Regions from separate parts of the Mus musculus genome. Here region 1 is linked to region 2. The links are chromatin contacts, called in public promoter capture Hi-C maps. All regions are on one chromosome and are shown on one strand. Each heading gives the region's core, a stretch centred on a gene start, on an enhancer-like site or on the middle of the called end of the contact. The rest is flanking DNA. Distances are from core to core; before and after follow the strand shown.

Region 1 (6,078 bases), core at 3,182-5,681, 2.1 Mb after region 2:
CCTGGGTTAAAGACTGACTACTGAGAATGTGGGCTTGGAGTGGGAGGGAATATAGGACCAGTGACTGTGAAGGTAATCAAGTTTGCTTTTTAATTATAAGAAATATTTATTTGAATTATTATCCCCTCTTTAAACTCTCTCATCTTACAACTCTCTGAAGTTGTAATTTCTCTACCATTTCCTCTTCTCTCAAATCTACTTTCAGAAAAGTTTCTGTTAAACAACTTTAACAGCATATCTGTGACGCACAGAATTCATAGCACAGAAATTCTCATGTAATTTTAAAGCAGGGGGGTTCTGAAATGAATAATCTTTGTAGGAGTCCCGGCATCTCTGAGGAAGATGGGTAATGACGTTTTAGAGTCAGGGGAGAGGTTGTTTGCCATCATGCCCCTGAAATCACCATGTTTCCAGTTGCTTATGATTAATTAAGTTAGCTACTTTTCTCATCTCTGTGTCCAAATACCTAACAATAATCAACTTAAGGTTTACTCTGATTCACCATCCGTCATGAGAGTGAAAGCATAGTAACCTAATCACGAGACGGTTGAGCACATTTCATCTGCAGTCAGTAAGCAGAAGATAAATGCTGGTGCTCACCTTACACACCTTTGTCATGGGATGGTGTTGCCCACATGCAGGGTGGGTTTTCTCTCCTCAGTAAAACCTCCCTCAAAATATGCTCACAAATATACTAAAAGCGGTGCCTCAGAAAAGCCCCAACTACTTTCTTAGTGGATCAAGTTGACAATAAAAATGAGCCACCGCATTCATTAGGAAATGTTAGAACATGAAATTACTTCTAACAGCACAATTTCAAGAGAAAATTAACTGTTACTGTAACACTACTTTCACCAAATCACTAGCATAACAAGAATAGAAGAATTCTGAAAAGAAATTTGAATTGTCAAAGTTAAAAGAATTATAAGCAAAAAAGATTAGCTACTCAAATTTCTTTAGTTAGTTACTCAAACTTCAAACATAGGTAATCAAATTACACAGAGGGAAGGTTTATTTTTGGCTCATGATGCTGTGGATTTTAATCTCTAGTTGGTTGGGCCAGTGCTGTGGGGGCTTGTGATGGAAACGTAGATTACATGGACAAGATGCTGAGTAGCAGACATGAATGGGCTGGGAACCCACCGTCCTTTCTGGGACATGTCTCTAAGTCCAAACTTTCTAACTTGTATCTTAACACCCAGTGGTCAACCTTCTCTCCCTCCCCCTGAGCCCTCAGTCTCTGGTAATTGCCCTAATCAACTTCCATGCCATCAACTCTAGATCTCTCATGTGAGGTTATGTCCCTCTTGTCTTTCGGTGCCTTGCCTGTGTCATTTAACATAATAACCTACAGTTGTGTCCATGCTGTGGTAAATGCCAGGCAGACAACATCAGAAAGAAATCTCCTTGAATATCTTCACCATAAATGAATAATAAATATTTAAGGTTATAGGTTTGCCCTGACTTGAAGTTTAAACAGTGCATACACATGTCAAAACATTAGCTCACATGTTTGTCAAAACACCTTAATAATGCAGTAAAAAAGTAAAAGGAATTTCAAGTATATTCTTGCCATGTGGGTGCTGGGAGCTAAACTTTTTAACTGCTGAGTTAATTCTCCAGCCCCAAGAAGTTTTGTTCAATGAAAGATCAGAGGGATCACCAGGATTTGAAGGTTTCAAACTGTTTGTTGTAGTTCAAAAGAAGCCACAGCATGGATGTATATGACAAAGCATTTCCATGTTCCAATCAACAAAATAGGAAAATGGATGCTTAAATTTTATATAATTTTTATGTGTCCCAAATACATTTATGATTTTGATCTTCTAAAGATATAAATGTCCCTCTTAACTTACATATAAAAGGCAACTGGGTGTGTCTCCTTGGTCCTACATGTAGGCTTCACTGCTCCTGCCTCCTAGGGTGGCAATGATATAAGGTCTTCCAGCTGAGGTTGCGTGCAGGTGAATTATACAGACATAGGTATCACAGACACAGGCATACGCCACAGGGAGGCATTCATTCCCCCTAGTGACCATGTGTTCATTTAGCCCTTTGCAGGAAGAAAATAAAGGTGAACGTGGATTTCTGCCTTATCTTCAGAGTCACTTCCACATGACCTCCGTTTAGTTTACAGAGCTACAGTTCACCGGCATTGCTTTTGGTTCTTTTGACAATAAGTGGGAATGGAGATGCTGATATCTTTACAAGCTACGTGATTACCTGACGAGTTAGCACCAAGAGTGTTGGTGACAATTTCAAAATAGGGCTGGCCCTTTATGGAAAGACAGACCCTCAGGAAACTGGATTCCACTCTCATCGCCTTTAGTAAACATGGGAGGGATGGAAGAGCTACTGCAGACATCGCTTATTTATTTGGAGCAGGAATAGATTGCCTTTGCTATAGAGTTGGGTGAAGGTTTTCTATGCTGTGCTGAGCAGGCTTGCTTGCATAGGGAAAGCAGTTGAAGAGACTGTGGAAAGACGAAGTATTGAAAGGTAAGGAAGAGGCAGAGCTAAACAGTAAATATGGCTTTTTGTTTACTAGATTACTCATGACAAATTTCATATAGTCATTTTCCTTATGATAAACATAAGAAAAAAGAATCTATGTTAGCTGGTCAATGGATCTCTGGATTTCTCCCTATTTCTTTAAACAAACAAACAAAATACAGAAACATGGTCTTTTTGTTTGTTTGTTTGTTTTAAATCTGAGAGTTACGACTTTGAACTGCAGATGGTGCTGTGATTCTATGAGTTTATGTCCTGTTTAAATCTGTAGCAAGAACTGATTCTTTGATTTAGTCTATTTTCCTCGATAGGTAAAAATAAAATTAAATTCTCTTTATTATTTTGTTTTATCGTGATGATGGGAGAAACTGTTCTTATTGCCTCGTGCTTCCTTGGACCACTGATAAGAAGCCTTGATGTGATTTTGCGGCTTCTTCTCCTCCAGGATGGAGTTCTTCGTGATCCCTAACCTATTTATTTCCTGGTGCTTCTTTTCAATGAAGTTGTTTCACCGAGGGTTTTGGTGACAATGATCTCAGGATAAAAAAAGAAGATCCATATGAAAACTATTTTAACCTCTAGTTTGTAACAACTAGCTTAAAAAAAAAAAAAAAGATTTCCTGGAATTAAGCCACAGGAACTCTGGCTTAAGTCAGACCTGTCAGCTGGACAACAAAATTCCAGACATTTTGAAATTTAATTCATTTAATTTTTCTTGTAAATGGATTAGAAAATATGATTAAGCTCTAGCAAGATAATTCTCACTGCATTGGCCGGCCCTCAGTGCAACAAAGAGAGACTAAAATCTTAGAGGACAATAAAGTAAAGAAAATTGAGAGCTATATATCCCTAAGGATATACGTAATAAAACACACACACACACACACACACACACACACACCAGGACTTTTAAATGAATGGACATTGCCTTTGTTTTCCATGACACTCTTAGGATAGCTGCATTTTGACATTAAGTCCCAATTAAATGTATGTCAGGCTACTTTGAGGTTAAAATCAACAAAAAAAAATTAAGCATTCATCACAGTACTCTACAAAGGTCTTTTCCCTGATCCTTTGAAATCACATTTATGTAAAGCGACTGAGTTGGAGATTCTGAAGTAGGGTGAGTTTTGAGGGCAAACAAAGTGATTCAACATTATGCAAAGACATAAAATGAGGAGAATGCCTTTGAAGAGAAAGAGAGATTCAGTCCCTGGAGTATACAGTCTGATCATTATTTATTTTTGGAATATTTGATATAGTGGGCAAAGAGAAGGAGTGGGAATTATGATATTTTAAACAAAGTGTAGAAGAGTGCTAGTGCCATGGCTTACACAACAGCGTGTATACTATAGCATCTTAGACACATAATGGAACCCCTCTCCCCGAGGATTAGACTCAACATAAAAGAAGTGTAATAATAGAAAGATGCAAAATCATTTATGACTGCTTTTTAAATTAGAGTAGGTTTCTAGAAAACTTTAATTCAGATATGCATAAGCAGCATAAAGTTTTTTAAAAGGCATTAAAGCAATTGACACTTTGTAGAAACGAGGAATTATACTCTAAGCACAACACAAGTTTTCTGCATTTGTTCCTGAAGAAAGTCCTTATTTTCTAAGGTACTCCTAGGCCCTGTCTATAACATTATAATCATCTTCTAGTTCATCACAGCTAAGTAAAGATTAAAGCATTGCACATCCAGCTAAGTACTTTTCTTTTTTTAAAAAAGAGTTCATTTCCTCTCTCTTGAACTTGTTTGCTATAAATGTATATAAATCAGGCATGATGACAATTTAATAAGAACTTCAAGACCTGTTCATCCCATGGGATCACTACTGTGACGTCTTTCGGGGAGCCTTCTGATTGCTCAGCCCGAAGCACAAGCCCTATAAAATGAGAGACTTTGAGATGCTGGTCAGCTTGGACAGCAGAGCACTAGCCAGCTACAGCCAACCGTTCCCCAGGAACCGGGAACAGACTGGTGGAGCCTTCCCTAGAGCAGAACTTCAGCACCCTAGACAGCTGCCACGAAGCCGGAAAGGCAGCCCTGCCTGAAGGAAACAGCCAAGGGTAAGCAAAATCTTCCACTTCTTCCTCTCCTCTCTGTCACTGGGACTTTGAATAGGAGTTTGTGAAAATTTCTCTCTTAAAAAGAATTTTACAGTGTTCGTCTTTTTGCAATAGCCAAATACAATAATCATGACAAGTCACTGAATAAAGATAGAAATGCCTCAATTTCTCTCTTATGACCCCATCTGCTTAGAGGATTCTTAGTCCTGCTTAATCCTTCATTAAGTATTGCCTTTTAAAAAATAAAGTAAGACGAGTTTGCTTGTGGGGGGGGTTTTGAGCAAAGTGTTCAGCTTGATGCATTTGTTTTGGGGGTTTTCAATCTGCGTTTAAAGAGCTTTTCTTTCTGTTTCTAAACAGATCGAGCCTAGAAAGCACTCACTTTCTTTATCATTTAATTTTTAAGTGCTATGACTTTTGTAGGTACCAAGAGGTAAAACCCTTGAAGATCTCTGTGCTAGCTCGACAGTGTTTACAAATAGGACATGTGAATAGATCGAATGCAGGATGCATGGGCTCTACAGATAAAGGCATATAAATCGATTTCCTGGAAAAACTTGTTCCAGTGCCAAGTGACTCTGAGGGCATTAAGTTTTATCCTTGAATAAATTTGCTTGGGCCTTGGTTTAAAGAAATAACTTATCAGTGGTTTCTATAACAAATACAGAGAAAATAAGAATTTCAATGTAATATGTATACAAGATTTTTGCCTTAATGATACAAATCTATACTTTATATACATATATGTACTATGAACATGCAAACTCTAAAATACAATTGGCTAGAAGGAAAATTAATTAGGTAATACCCCAGTTTTACATCAATCAGATATTATAGCTTTAAGGGGGGAACCCAACAAATTCCTTGTGGCTGTTTCCTTCAACAGAAAAGACATTATGCTATGACGACTCTGTTATCAAAACACAGAGCCTAAAGTTATCTGCCTCCAGCACAACAGAAGCATGGCCCTGGATAGACACTAAAATTAATTGAGTGCCCGCAGAGGGAAAGACAAAAGGGAGCTGAGCCGGTGTTCAAATGCCTTTATCCTGGGGATGGATTCCATTTCCAAACCAGTGCTAGAAAACTAGCGTTATTTTACAAAGTAATCTTATGTCAGTAAGTCTGACTCTTTCCTGAAGAGAAATGACCATTTTCAACTTGGCAAGAGCCCCTGGTGGGGTTGCTAGACCCTCTGAAATGTTGCCAAGTGTGGCTGGGAGAGCCAGCATCCTTTCTCTTTTCAGAGGCACCGAGATGGAAGCCAGAAGCAAGCCTCAGTTCCTGGCATTCCTGATACTCTTCAGTGTGCTGTTCTCTCAGTCGCTGGCCTGGCCTCTCTTTGGACCACCTTCTGTAGTGAGGTAAGTTTCATTCTGGGAAAGTGTGCTTTCAATTCAGATAAGTAGGCAGGCATTCCTCTGCATCTAAATGAGATTTCCCACATGTTATTTTGGAGAGTGTTGCATTTCAAATCACATATTATTTATTTCA
Region 2 (5,825 bases), core at 750-3,249:
GAACTGGTGATCGGTCTGTAGAGACGAGGAACAACGGAGGACGGTGGGGAATCGCCTAGTATCTCCTCCTGTAGCTTCCCTTGGCACTCTTCTCCTTTTTCTCACTGGATAAAGACAAAGTACAGAAGCTAAGTAGCCCAGGAGCCTTCACAGCAGTGGTTCTCAACTGTGGGTCATGACCCTTTGGGGATCAAACGAAAGACCATCGGAAAACATAGATATTTACATTATGATTCCTAACAGTAACCAAAATACAGCTATGAAGTAGCAAAGAAAATAACTGTATGGTTGGGGGGATCGAGGAAGTGTATTAAAAGGTCACTGCATTAGGAAGGTGAAGAAGCTCTGCTGTAGAGGTACTAAGAGAAGAGAGGGCCCATCCTCAGATCAGCTACACGGTGTTCTGTGACCCTATGGCACAGATCCTGTTCCTCAAGGGAAGCCACATTGTTCCTGTACAAGTGTACATTACATTGGCAGCTGAAGCATTGTTCTGTACCGACACTATCAGAAGCTGGAGGCCTGGTCACTGAGGAGGTGTTAGGGTTAGAGGAAGCTCACTGGGTCCAGCGCAGGTGAAAATTGGCGGAATTCACAGGGCCCACCCTCCCCCTCCCCTGTACTCTGAGACCTGCAGATGCACCAGGTCGGGAACTTGGGTGGGTTTCAAATTCTAGAGTCAAAGTTTCTTCCCTCTGGAAGCCTTGTCTGATCTCCACACTGCTCTGCCCATCCTGCTGCTGTTACAGCTGCCAGACTTCTTGCCCCTGCACTGTGCTTTTTTAAAAATCTCTTTTCGGTGAGCTCCCAGAGCTGAGTGTGAACCTTGGCAGCCAGGCAGCAATGTCTCTTGTACTAGCACATAAAATCCTTGTCCCAGCTTTCCCCTGTTACCCAGGCAGGCTCAACACCGCAGGATCTTAGCTAAGAATTCTAGTCCACACTGCAGACGTACCCAGCATGGACTCAGGCTGCTTATGTCCCATTTATCTTCTAATGGCTTTGGCATGTCATTTGACCTATTCATGCCTCATTCATATGAGTGAAAATGGGAGCAGTAGCGGGATCTATGACATGAGGTTTTGGGGAGCACCTGTGATTTAGTACGTGGAATATGGAGGAGCCACAAGGGAAGCTTTCTGTGAGTAATGGTTCTCTCTCCCATCCTTCCTTCCTCCCTCATCCCCAGCTGTGAGAACAATACAAGCGAGGAGGAACAAAACCTGCTGGTCCCCGGGGCTTGGACATCTCAACCTCTGGAACTGTGAGACACGTGTTTCTGTTATTTATGTCACTCAACCAATGACATTTGTGTTCTGACAGCCTGAACAACAGAGGCATAGGCAAAGATAAAAACTAAGACAAAAAACAAAAAGCCTCAAGCTTAGATATAGTCATTTCAAACTGTTTGCATCACTTTTTCCAGATTAAAATCTTTCTTTAATGTAAAACATAGCCTTTCTTCTCTGTTGCATATGTTGGCATGGCTGTTAATTTTTTTTTTTACAGCCTCAGGGCAGTGCCTCTTACATATGTTGTTAAAAATGCACGTTGACAGCCTCTTTCTGGAAATTATCTTTCAGGATATCAGAACCTACATTTATAAATCTGCCCTTTTAAAAAATTAGCTCTCTGGGCAATTCCTAGCTTCAGGCAGTTGAAGATGCTTTGAGAGAATAGTTAAATAGGAGAAAGGTCAAATGCTTTTTTTCTTTAAAACCACCACCAGCAATGTAGCACATTACAGTGCTTAATGCACCCCATGGTCATTGATGTCTGAAAATATACTGATCAAGTGCACAGTTTTAAAATTGCATGCGTCAGAGCAGGACCAATCCCACACGCACCCAACTGTGAGCTTTGCTCCTTTGCAAAGTCCTCACGGAGTCTGAGTTTGTACTTTGCTCCCTCCCTGGCACTCCTCCCCGTTTCTACATCTACTCCCAGCATTCCCTGCTTCCATCTGTTTGTATAAATGCCAGTGTGGGAAAGCGCACACATTCCAGGTCGGACTTCAGACCATGTTTCTCCTCACCCCAGTCTTGGTAGCAGTTGTCTGTATCTTGGTTGTATGGGTCTTTAAAAATGCCGACAGGAACCTAGAGAAAAAGAAGGAGGAGGCTCAAGTTCAGCCCTGGGTGGATGAAGACTTGAAAGACAGCACAGAAGACCTTCAAGTGGAAGAAGGTAACAACCCCTGCGGTGCCCAGGGCTTTGCCCTGCATGTGTTTGCGATGGTGCGAACTGATGCCCAGGATTCAGAGAGCAAGCCATGCTGGCAAACCTTCGCTTCTGTTGTGAAAACAGAACAGTGTATAGCAAGGATGGTCATCTCAGGGCACTTGCCGGTACCAGCCTCTACCCAGTCCGAAGTCATGGAAGCTAAGATCTCTCCCAGCCCAGATCCTCTGCAGGTCAACACCTTCTGTCTCAGGGGTGGGGGTGGAGGCAGAGTCTCTGTACAGAGTGACAGCGAGCATGGCCAGGTTTTGATTAGGAATGCTGAAACTGAGAACGTGACCCGTCTAGGGATTGGGTACTTTCTCTTATGCCAGGCCCTGTGCCTTAGAGACAGGAGTGGCCCATGCCCAGCAAGAAAAGGGTCCGGTTTAGGGAATGAGGTAAAATAAGGAAACGGACAAGCCCTGTGGAACTAGTATAAGGTGTTTAGGAAAGGCTTGGGGGTCTGCTGGGGCATTGGGAAAGAGCAAAGCTGACCCGAGGGTAGAGGTGTGAGCAGCAGGGGCAAGCTGTGTCAGGAGGCGCACAAAGCCAGCACCCATGTTCTAATGCCTAGGAGCGATTCCTGGAAGGTGAAAGATGTGCAGACGGAGAAGTGAGGCAGAGAGGGCTGGCTGTGGCTGGCATGAGACCAGTGCTTGTCAGCCTTCCCAATGCTGCAACTCTTTAATACGGTTCCTCACATTAGAGTGATTTGCGACTGTAAAATTACTTTCGCTGATATGTTTATAAGTGTAATCTTGTTAGCGTTATGAATTGTAATGTAAATATCTGATATGCAGGGTATCTGGTCCCACTTGGGAAGTACTTCCCTTACCACAGAGAAGCACTGTCCTTAACCCCGACATCTGTTCTAAGGTTTGATGAGCAATGCTTTGGTGGGAGGGTAGTGGATGCCCAAGTCACAGTGAAGAGCATCAGATTTTAGATATTGGGGAAGATGGAGGGAGTGGCTGAGTCACTGTCATCCATGGACAAGGGCAGAAAGATCCAATTTAGGGGACACTGTAAGGGTGTGCTGCATTTATCATATTCATGATGTTAAATAAAACAATGGTCAGAACACATCAACTTGAGGAGGTACTCAGAGATTAGAGAAATAATCACCAAGTGGGTACTGTGAGAGAGAAGACTGAGGACAGAACTTGGGAGACACCTGAAGAGAAGAGGGACATGGTAGAGAGATATGCTACAGAAAGAAGATGACATGGTTGAAGAGTCTTGAGGACCACAACACACTCACATAGCATGCAGTGGACCCAGCTGGTGACACATCATATAGAGTAAGCCCTTCGTCTTCATGGTAATACAATGAGGTAGGCATTATCACTACTATCACTACTATCACTATTGCAGGAGACTGAGGCTGTAGTAGGGTACTGCCTACCCAGGCAGGTAGGACTCTGGCAGTCTATTTCCAGGGTCCAAGCATAGAGCTTTTGGCTGGGTAGCCTTTCTCACAGAAAAGCCTAGAACAGAGGAGGCTTAAAAAGAGAAATTCAGAGGTAGATTTCTTCCCTCTCAAGGCCACATTCCTGGGAGCAGTCAGGAGTTCAAGAGCAGTGAGAAGTGGCCCTGCTTGTTTTTAGGAGGTTCCTGCTAGCTCTCCACTGCTGTCTCTGCTGTCTGCCTTTTCTCAGGAAATGGTCTACCCACTACCCAGCTCCTGAAACCAGAAACAGAGAGGACCCTTTTCCTTCTCTGCCAGGAAGCAAGTCCCCTGAGTTTTGTCACCATGATGGGTTGGGAATCTGTTGTTCCTTCGGCTTCCCTGATGGGCCAAGTTAGCATCCTCCCTGTGTAAGATATGGGCACAGCTTCTGTGTGGCTTTTCTTGAGCGTTCTTGGTTCTTGTCTCTGTCTAAGATGCCTCTCCATAAGCATGTTAGAGTCCTCTGCTTACTTCCCGTGGGTGGCCTTCTGTGACACCAAACCTTAGTCCACATGTGCACAAGAAGCACATTCCATGGGCCCACACACCCTGCCTTTTGGGCTACTCCACGTTCTGTGAAAGGCCTCCCTTCCCTTGTCCAGTGAGACTCAGCCATGATACCTTTCAGCTGCTCACACTGGCCTGAAACACATCCTTTCCACTGTCACTCTTCCCAACAGACTATTAAAAACATGTATTATAAAATTCAATGTTTTTATTCACTGAAAACATCATTAGACACCGAACAACCTTCATTTCTTTTTACTTGTTCTGTGATATTTTTGGTGTGTTTGTGTATGCAGGCATGTATATGCCATGTCATGCATGTATGTAAGTCAGAAGACAAATTGAGGAGTCGGCACTCTCCTCTCACCATGAGAGTCCTTGGGATTAAGCTCAGCCTGTCAGGCTTGGTGGCAGTCACCTTTACCAACTGAGCCATCTTGCTGTTTATCTGCCTCAGATGCTGACAGCTCAGATTCCTTCACAGCCTCAGAACCCCGACTCCTGTCCCTTGTTTTCCTTGCCTGGGTCATTCCTCCAAATCTCTATAACTTCATTAAAAAATGTATATATATACTCCATTGGGATGGTTACATTTTATTATTCTATCCTTAAACATACTTATTGGTTTGTTTGCATATATAAGCTCTAAGGATATAGAAATCATGCTTATTTATTTATAAATTCTTGATAAGATCTTGTTGAGCAAATTGCCTATTTTAATATTCCAGGGTATGGGAGTATTGATTAATATAACTTGTATTATACATGCATGATATTTCATGTTTTGCAACTACGTAACTAAGACATTGGAAAAAATTCCCAAGTCAATCATACCCACAAAATGATCTTCTCTCAGCCCAGAATATCATCTTCCCCAACCATGATAAAGCCATGGTTACAGGCATCTCCCGAGCACAAGCCTGGAGGAGAAAATTGTACATCCACTCACTGTCTAAGACAATCATTGTCAGGATAGGACTTGCTTTTTCACACTTTGCTTCTTATAGCCAGTGTATGTGTAGCATATTGTATAAACAAGCCAAGCTTGCCGTACTGGAAAACAAAACAGTCAGACAACAGAACCCACAACCAAGCAACCAACCAACTTCTGACCAAACAAACACAAAGCAACAACAGCAAAGTTTTAAAAACAGTCTGAATCTTAGGTACTGTGGTATGAACAAAGCAGGGTCAGATAAATTCCTGAAGCTCACTAAAGCCACCCTAGTCAACATGGTGTCCACGTGTCTTAGTTAGGGTTTTACTGCTGTGAACAGACACCATGACCATGGCAGCTCTTATAAAAGACAACATTTAATTGGAGCTGGCTTACAGGTTCAGAGCTTCAGTCTATTATCATCAAGACAGGAGCATAACAGCATCCAGGCAGGCATGGTACAGTAAGAGCTGAGAGTTCGACAAATTCACCTGATGACTGCTAGCAGAATATTGACTTCCAGGGAGATAGGAGTAGGGTATTAATGGCCACGCCCACAGTGGCACACCTATTCCAGCAGGGCCACACCTCCTAATAGTGCCACCCCTGAGCCAAACATACAAACCATCACACCATGCCAGTAAAGAAAACCTATTTCCAAAAAAGATGAAGGGCATCCAAAGTTGTTCTCTGTTTTACACACACACA

The links. Promoter capture Hi-C pulls out the DNA fragments that hold promoters and counts their contacts.
Region 1: a contact with region 2 is called in a promoter capture Hi-C map of the 3T3-L1 cell line, with 8 times the contacts expected there. The contact joins the promoter of Vip here to the promoter of Iyd in region 2. A contact is called at or near these places in 2 of 39 promoter capture datasets (the 3T3-L1 cell line and pre-B cells).

Annotation. Positions count from the first base shown.
Region 1 is chr10:5,634,787-5,640,864 of GRCm38.p6, forward strand. It overlaps Vip (vasoactive intestinal polypeptide), which reads left to right and starts at 4,432. Exons shown (of 7, transcript NM_011702.3): 1 at 4,432-4,584; 2 at 5,832-5,948. The coding sequence starts at 5,842.
Region 2 is chr10:3,538,275-3,544,099 of GRCm38.p6, forward strand. Iyd (iodotyrosine deiodinase) reads left to right here and starts at 2,000. Exons shown (of 5, transcript NM_027391.4): 1 at 2,000-2,187. The coding sequence starts at 2,022. It overlaps Gm30033 (a long non-coding RNA gene), which reads left to right. Exons shown (of 3, transcript XR_380041.2): 3 at 1,190-1,353.